2 separate regions of the Sus scrofa genome follow, and region 1 is linked to region 2. The links are chromatin contacts, called in public Hi-C maps. All regions are on one chromosome and are shown on one strand. The core of a region is the stretch at or near the end of the contact, and the rest is flanking DNA. Distances in the headings are between cores, read along the strand shown. Region 1 holds the start of ZFYVE27 (protrudin). Region 2 holds the start of PI4K2A (phosphatidylinositol 4-kinase type 2-alpha).

Region 1 (2,829 bases), core at 111-2,610, 81 kb before region 2:
CAAATCCTAACCACTGGACTACCAGGAAACTCCTGTACTCTGATTTTTGACTTCACAGAGTCAGTGCTCCTAATCTCTGTTATTCAAAGGTCAACTGTACAAAATCCTGCTCTTCTGCCTCTCCATTTAATGTTCGTTTCCCCACAGAGTATAAACCATAAGACCAAGCACACATGGTTGCTGGGGGAGGTAGCCTGAGGTCTCAAGAAAAATGATGTCCTGAAATATTTTTCTCTTTATCTGGTTACTTCCTACTCATCCTTCAGGTATCAATTTAAACATCACTCCCTTGTTCTGAGAAGTTTTGCCACCACCCCTGGTTTGGACAGGGAGACCCTCCCTAAAGCATTTATCACGCCAAAGCAAAACTCCCTGCTTTCTTGCCAGTCTGCCCCTCTTAACTTTGAGCTCCACCAGGTCAAAGACCATGTCTTCCATTCACTACTGTGTCTGCATAGAACGGGCATGGAATAAATGCTCACTGAATGAGTGGATTAACTGCCCATCCTCCAGGACTCCAGAGCTTTCTCCAGCCCCACTGCATCCTCCACTTTCTGTTCCCAACTACCTCCTGAGCCACTTCTGCCCATCACCCTTCCTTGCCCCCCCCCCCATTTAGCCCAAGAGGGCAGTCATTGCCTTCCATAACACTTCATTCCCTTCGCTCCTCTGATGAGGAGAGCTACAAGAACTCTCGCCCTCTTTCCTAAATTTCAAAGTCCTACCCAAAGACTAAGCAGTAAAGGAGACAAATTCTCAGAGCACAGCAACAAAAGCCATGCGAGGGGCTGCGAAGGGAAAGAGAGCGGGGAGCGAGGCGAAGGGGGGCGGGGGGAAATGAAGGACAAGGTAACAAAGGGGCCACCAGGAACCCGAAAACTCCGCAGGTGGAGCTAGGATGAAAGGACCCAGAACAGACGTCAGGTAAGAACCCAGGAAGGGGTGAAGCACGTCTGCTTTGTCAGGGGCCTAACCACCACCTCTACAGCCCAGGAAACCTGACGGGGCCCCTAGGCCCAAACCTGGGAAGGCCACACCCAAGGTCGCTGGGCCAGCCGGTGGCGGCCCCCACCGAGTTCTGGCGCCCAACTCCGCACAGTCGGCGAACACAACAGGGTGGGGAGAGGGTGGCACCTCACCTACCCCGTCGCTGGGTTGGTGGGGGAGGGGCGGGGACGGCGAGGAGGCACTGATAGGGCGACCGGACCCTGGGCCGTTTCCTCAGGCTCGCCCCACCCCGACAAGGCGCCTCTTCCCCAGGCCGCTTTGAAGTCTCAAGACCGTGAACTTCCTCCGCCTCCCCCGCCGCCGCCGCTTCCGGGACACGCTGCTCTGCGGTGGCGTGCTCTTGACGTCATCGCGCCTGCCCCGCCTCCGGCCCCCGCTCGCGGGTTTAGCTCCGCCCACCCCAGGACAGGTGAGTGTTCGCATCCACACTGCGCCTGCGCCTGCGTGCTTGCTTTTCCTCGTACCAGGTCCTGAGCGCTTCAACTCTAGTCCCGCCCGACTGCGGGTCGCAGTCTTGCGGAGCCCTGGGAGAGCTCGCTTGGGGATCTTGCCCCGCGCAGCTCCCGCCTCGCTCTGATTCTTGCAGGGAACAGTTAGAGAGAAGCTAATCTGAGAATGTACGTCTGCGTCCTCCCCATCACCAACTTTGGCACTTAACCTCACCCCCTAGGGACCCTGAGCTTACAAAAGGCAGAAATCATATCCTGCATGCCTGACGCCTAGCAGAGAATGCCATTCCGTTCAGTGTTTCCTGAGTAGTACCGTGAGCAAGGGCCTGGGCAAGCCTTTCCCAATTCAACCTACTTCTTACTGTGTTGCCGGGTTAATCGCCCTTAAAGCATGTATCCTATACCTTTGCATTAATGATGACACTAGCGTTTATGTACATAGGGCATAACAGGCGCCAAGCACTCTACTAAGATCTCTATAGGCATTATCTTTTCTAGTGCTCCTCCAACAGCCCTGTTAGGGTTATCACCATCTCACAGATGAGGAATCTGAGATGTATCAAGGAACTTCAGTGTCACTCATCTAGTATGCAGATGGGAGCTGGGATTTTAACCTGACGTGTCTGGCTCCCCCAGCTATACCATCACCACCTTAGTCTGCATTTATCCCCTGCTCTTCCCTCTCAGGAGCTTCTTTGGCCAACCGAATCCCTCTATTGTTACTTTCACATACCCCTTTCATTCTGGTCTCTTTACATCACTTGTGCTGTGAGCTCAGGGAGGAATGCCCTTCTTCCAGATCCAACCCATTCATCTAAGCAGGAGTCCGATGTTTGCACTCCTTCCCTGATTGTCCCAGCCAAAGTAATCACTTCCCCCTCCACACAGCCAGAATGTAGGCAGACCCAAATTCCCTGCACACCACTAAGCCATATTCAGAAATTGCCCTGTTTCTTAGAGGAATGAGCCTGGCTTTGTGCCTGGGCCAAGCTTGCCTCTCCTTTCGGAAGAGGCTAGGAGAAGTCAAGAAAGGAGATTTTTTTTCCTTCGGTATCTTCACCTGAAATTCCACCATTCCACCATTTACTCTAAAGGTAAGTTTCCGTTTCTTTGCAATCCCCCCCTCCTTGGGTCTGCCTGGACCACCGATCTCAGGCTAACTGTGCCTAGTAAATTTATTGGTTCTCTCTCCTGGCAGCTATAGAATTGAGGGATATCATTCCAGAACTCCTAGACATTATTTGAGCAGTACTTTGGAGGATACAAGAAGTCTCTAAAGACCAGAAAGGGACAACAGTCATGGCCAACATCAATGAACAAAAGATTTCCCTAGGAGCTAGAGCCTTGAGAACTGGCCACTGATTTCTGAGGC
Region 2 (3,001 bases), core at 5-2,504:
AGGTAGTTGATAGTCCCATGTTTCTCAAACTTCACATTCTAAACTGAGGAACCATAAAAGAGGATTTGAACAATTTCACAGAAGTGAGCAATGATCAGTACATATGAAACTGGTGAATCCACCCACTCTATCACCAACGTCTGCCAATAAGAGACCTGGGACGGTAGCAGGAGACATCTCCACAGCACAGAAAGATGGAAAAGAACCCTCAGAGCCCCTTATGGGTCACCCATTCTCCTCAATGCACAGCGACAACACTGGTTCTGTCCATAAAGAGAGAACGGGCTTAAATTTGTTAAGTCAGTGGACAAATAGCAGTCTCTATAGTTTAAAGCTCAGGAACCTAGTAGAAAGCAGCATTTCCCCGCGTTTCTGTCCAGAGGCCGATTGCCCCACCACACTGCCGGGCCCTTCGCCTGTATCTGGTCAATTTCCTCTTTTCATTTTCCGCTCCCTCCTCCCCTACCAAATAAGTTCTGATTTATTTCTTCATTCCGCAGAGCTTCTCCATCTCCAGTCCTCAATGGCACTCCAAAATCCTGCCAAGAGGCTCGGCACTATGAAGTTTATCCCTTTTGCAGCCTTTCAGCCCCCCTTCTCCCTATGGCTGTGCGAAGCCTCAAACTCGCCCGGCAGGCCCACCCTCCCCGAAGCCCGCGGCCTCGGTCCCCAGCCCGCTCTCACCCCCTGAGGGTCTTTGACGAAGTAGCTTCCGCTGGAGCCCTGGTAGATGCGCTCGGGGAAGATGCAGCGTTCTATGGCTAGCTCGGCCTGCCGCACCACCGCCTCGAACTCGGGGTCCTCCGGGAACTCGTTCCGCTCGCGGTGGGCCTGCGCGGCATGAGCCGCCGCCGCGGCCTGGGCGGCCAGGGCTTGGGCCTGTGCCGCCACGGTTTGGGTTTGACACTGGGCCGCCGCGCCCCGGGCCCGATCCAGCAGTGGCTGTCTTTCCCGGTCGTGGCCTGGTGAGCCCGGCGGAGAGGGGGCTGGGCCGGCCGCCGACGCCACGCGGACCGCGCCCCCCGGCACCTGCGGAAAGTGAGCGCCCGAGCTGGACGGGAAGGTGTAGTCCGGAGGTTGGGCCCGCTCGGGGGACACTAGTGGGCTCGTCTCGTCCATCCCTCAGGCCGCGGGCTCCGGGACCCGGTGCGCTCCACACAGCTGAGCTCCGGCCCGGACCAATCCGCGACACCCCCCAACCCGCGCCTGGCCAACCAGATTACGGTGCTTCTTGGCCCCGCCCCCACCCTCCCTGTTTACTTGGCGACGAGTAGGCACGACCCCTCGCGCGCAAACAGCAACCAATCAGAACCAGCGCCTACGCAATCGCGGCCTCCGCAGTTTTCGCCCGTCACCTTCTGTGAAGATTGCGCATGCTCCAAGAGTCAGCGGCGGGTCAGACACGCCCTCTGCTTTTTCGATCCTACTCTGCACTTAACTTCCGATTGCCTGCGCCTGTTTGGGAACCTTCAATAAAGCCGCCTACCTCATCAGTCAGTCTACTTGAGTGCCTATTATGAACGAGCTGAGAGACTGGAGAACTCTTGATCTGGAGTCGTTGCATCGTGCACTCATTCATTAAATATGTATTGAGCACCTCCTGTTTGCTGGAGAGACAGAAGAGAAGCAAAGAAACAAAAATTTCTACCTAAATAAAAAGTTTTTTTTTTTTTTTTAACTCTAGTCTTCATGTAGCTTACACACTGCCTGACCCAATGCTTAGAGCATATTTTTTTGGTTTTTTTCCTTTTTGTACTTTGAAGGCTGCCCCCGCAGCATATGGAGGTTCCCAGGCTAGGGATCCAATCGGAGCTGTAGCCGATGGCCTACGCCATAGCCGCAGAAACGCCAGATCCGAGCAGCGTCTGCGACCTACACCACAGCTCACCACAGCGCGGGATTCTTAACCCACTGATGGAGGCCAGATATCGAACCCGCGCGTCCTCATGAATGCTAGTCGGGTTCGTTGACCGCTGAGCCACCGTGGGAACTCCTAGAGCATATTTGTTAATTGAAGAAAGGTATGGTCCCATGAGACTAAAAAATTCCAGGAGTTCCTGTCGTGGCGCAGTGGTTAATGAATTCGACTAGGAACCATGAGGTTGCAGGTTCGATCCCTGGCCTTGCTCAGTGGGTTAAGGATCTGGCATTGTCATGAGGTGTGGTGTAGGTCGAAGACGCGGCTCGGATCCCTCATTGCTGTGGCTCTGGCGTAGGCCGGTGGCTACAGCTCCAATTAGACCCCTAGACTGGGAACCTCCATATGCTGCAGGAGCGGCCCTAGAAAAGGCAAAAAGAAAAAAAAAAAGAGTCCATGACCTTTTTTTCATCACTGTAAAACCTCAGTGTCTAAATGTACAGTGGGTGCTCAGTACATTTTTGTTAGTGGAAAAGAGGACCATGTAGTCCCTGCCCACAAGCTGAAGACACACAGCTCTCTGAGGCCTAGAAGAAAAAGAGCCGATATTGAGAGCTGGAAACTCCATATTAAAAGTTCAGTGACTTGGAGGTTGGTTGGAGAGTCAGCGAGGGCCTCAAGTTCAGCGTGTGCTGTGAGTTGTCTTAAAGGAGGAATGTAATTAGGTCACTGGAGGGCACAGTTACCCATGAAAAATTAGTCAGTATTCAATCTAAGAAAGAAATGGAATATTTTATTCAAAACAAACCTGAGGATTATAACGTGGGGGACAGTCTCTCAGAGAGGTCTGAGAACTGTCCTGAAGAGGTGAGGGGAGGTCAGTATATATGTGATTTTGAGGAATAGGTACTACAATCAAGCATACATCTTGGTAGAAGGTTATTGCTATTCACAAGCAACAGATACCTAGTTAACAGTTTTAGTGCTTTTCTAAGTATGGGAAGATGCAAAAAACAGGTTCCTAAAATTTCTCCTGGAAATATCTAACTAAGGGCTGTGAGTTTTCTCAGAGCACAAAGTGCCTCATCCTGATCTTCACCCTGAATTCCTTTCAATGTACTGTAGGCCAATAACTTGCAGTGG

The links. A called contact is a pair of places that touch in the nucleus more often than the background predicts.
Region 1: a Hi-C map of skeletal muscle shows a contact between it and region 2, with 4 times the contacts expected there. The contact joins the promoter of ZFYVE27 here to the promoter of PI4K2A in region 2. A contact is called at or near these places in 3 of 47 Hi-C or Micro-C datasets (embryonic fibroblasts, heart right ventricle and skeletal muscle) and 2 of 2 datasets of contacts at active chromatin or transcription factors (alveolar macrophages and skeletal muscle).

The regions. Positions count from the first base shown.
Region 1 is chr14:109,087,290-109,090,118 of Sscrofa11.1, reverse strand. It overlaps ZFYVE27 (protrudin), which reads right to left and starts at 1,360. Exons shown (of 13, transcript XM_005657447.3): 1 at 1,144-1,360.
Region 2 is chr14:109,006,396-109,009,396 of Sscrofa11.1, reverse strand. PI4K2A (phosphatidylinositol 4-kinase type 2-alpha) reads right to left here and starts at 1,254. Exons shown (of 9, transcript XM_001929034.6): 1 at 685-1,254. The coding sequence starts at 1,119.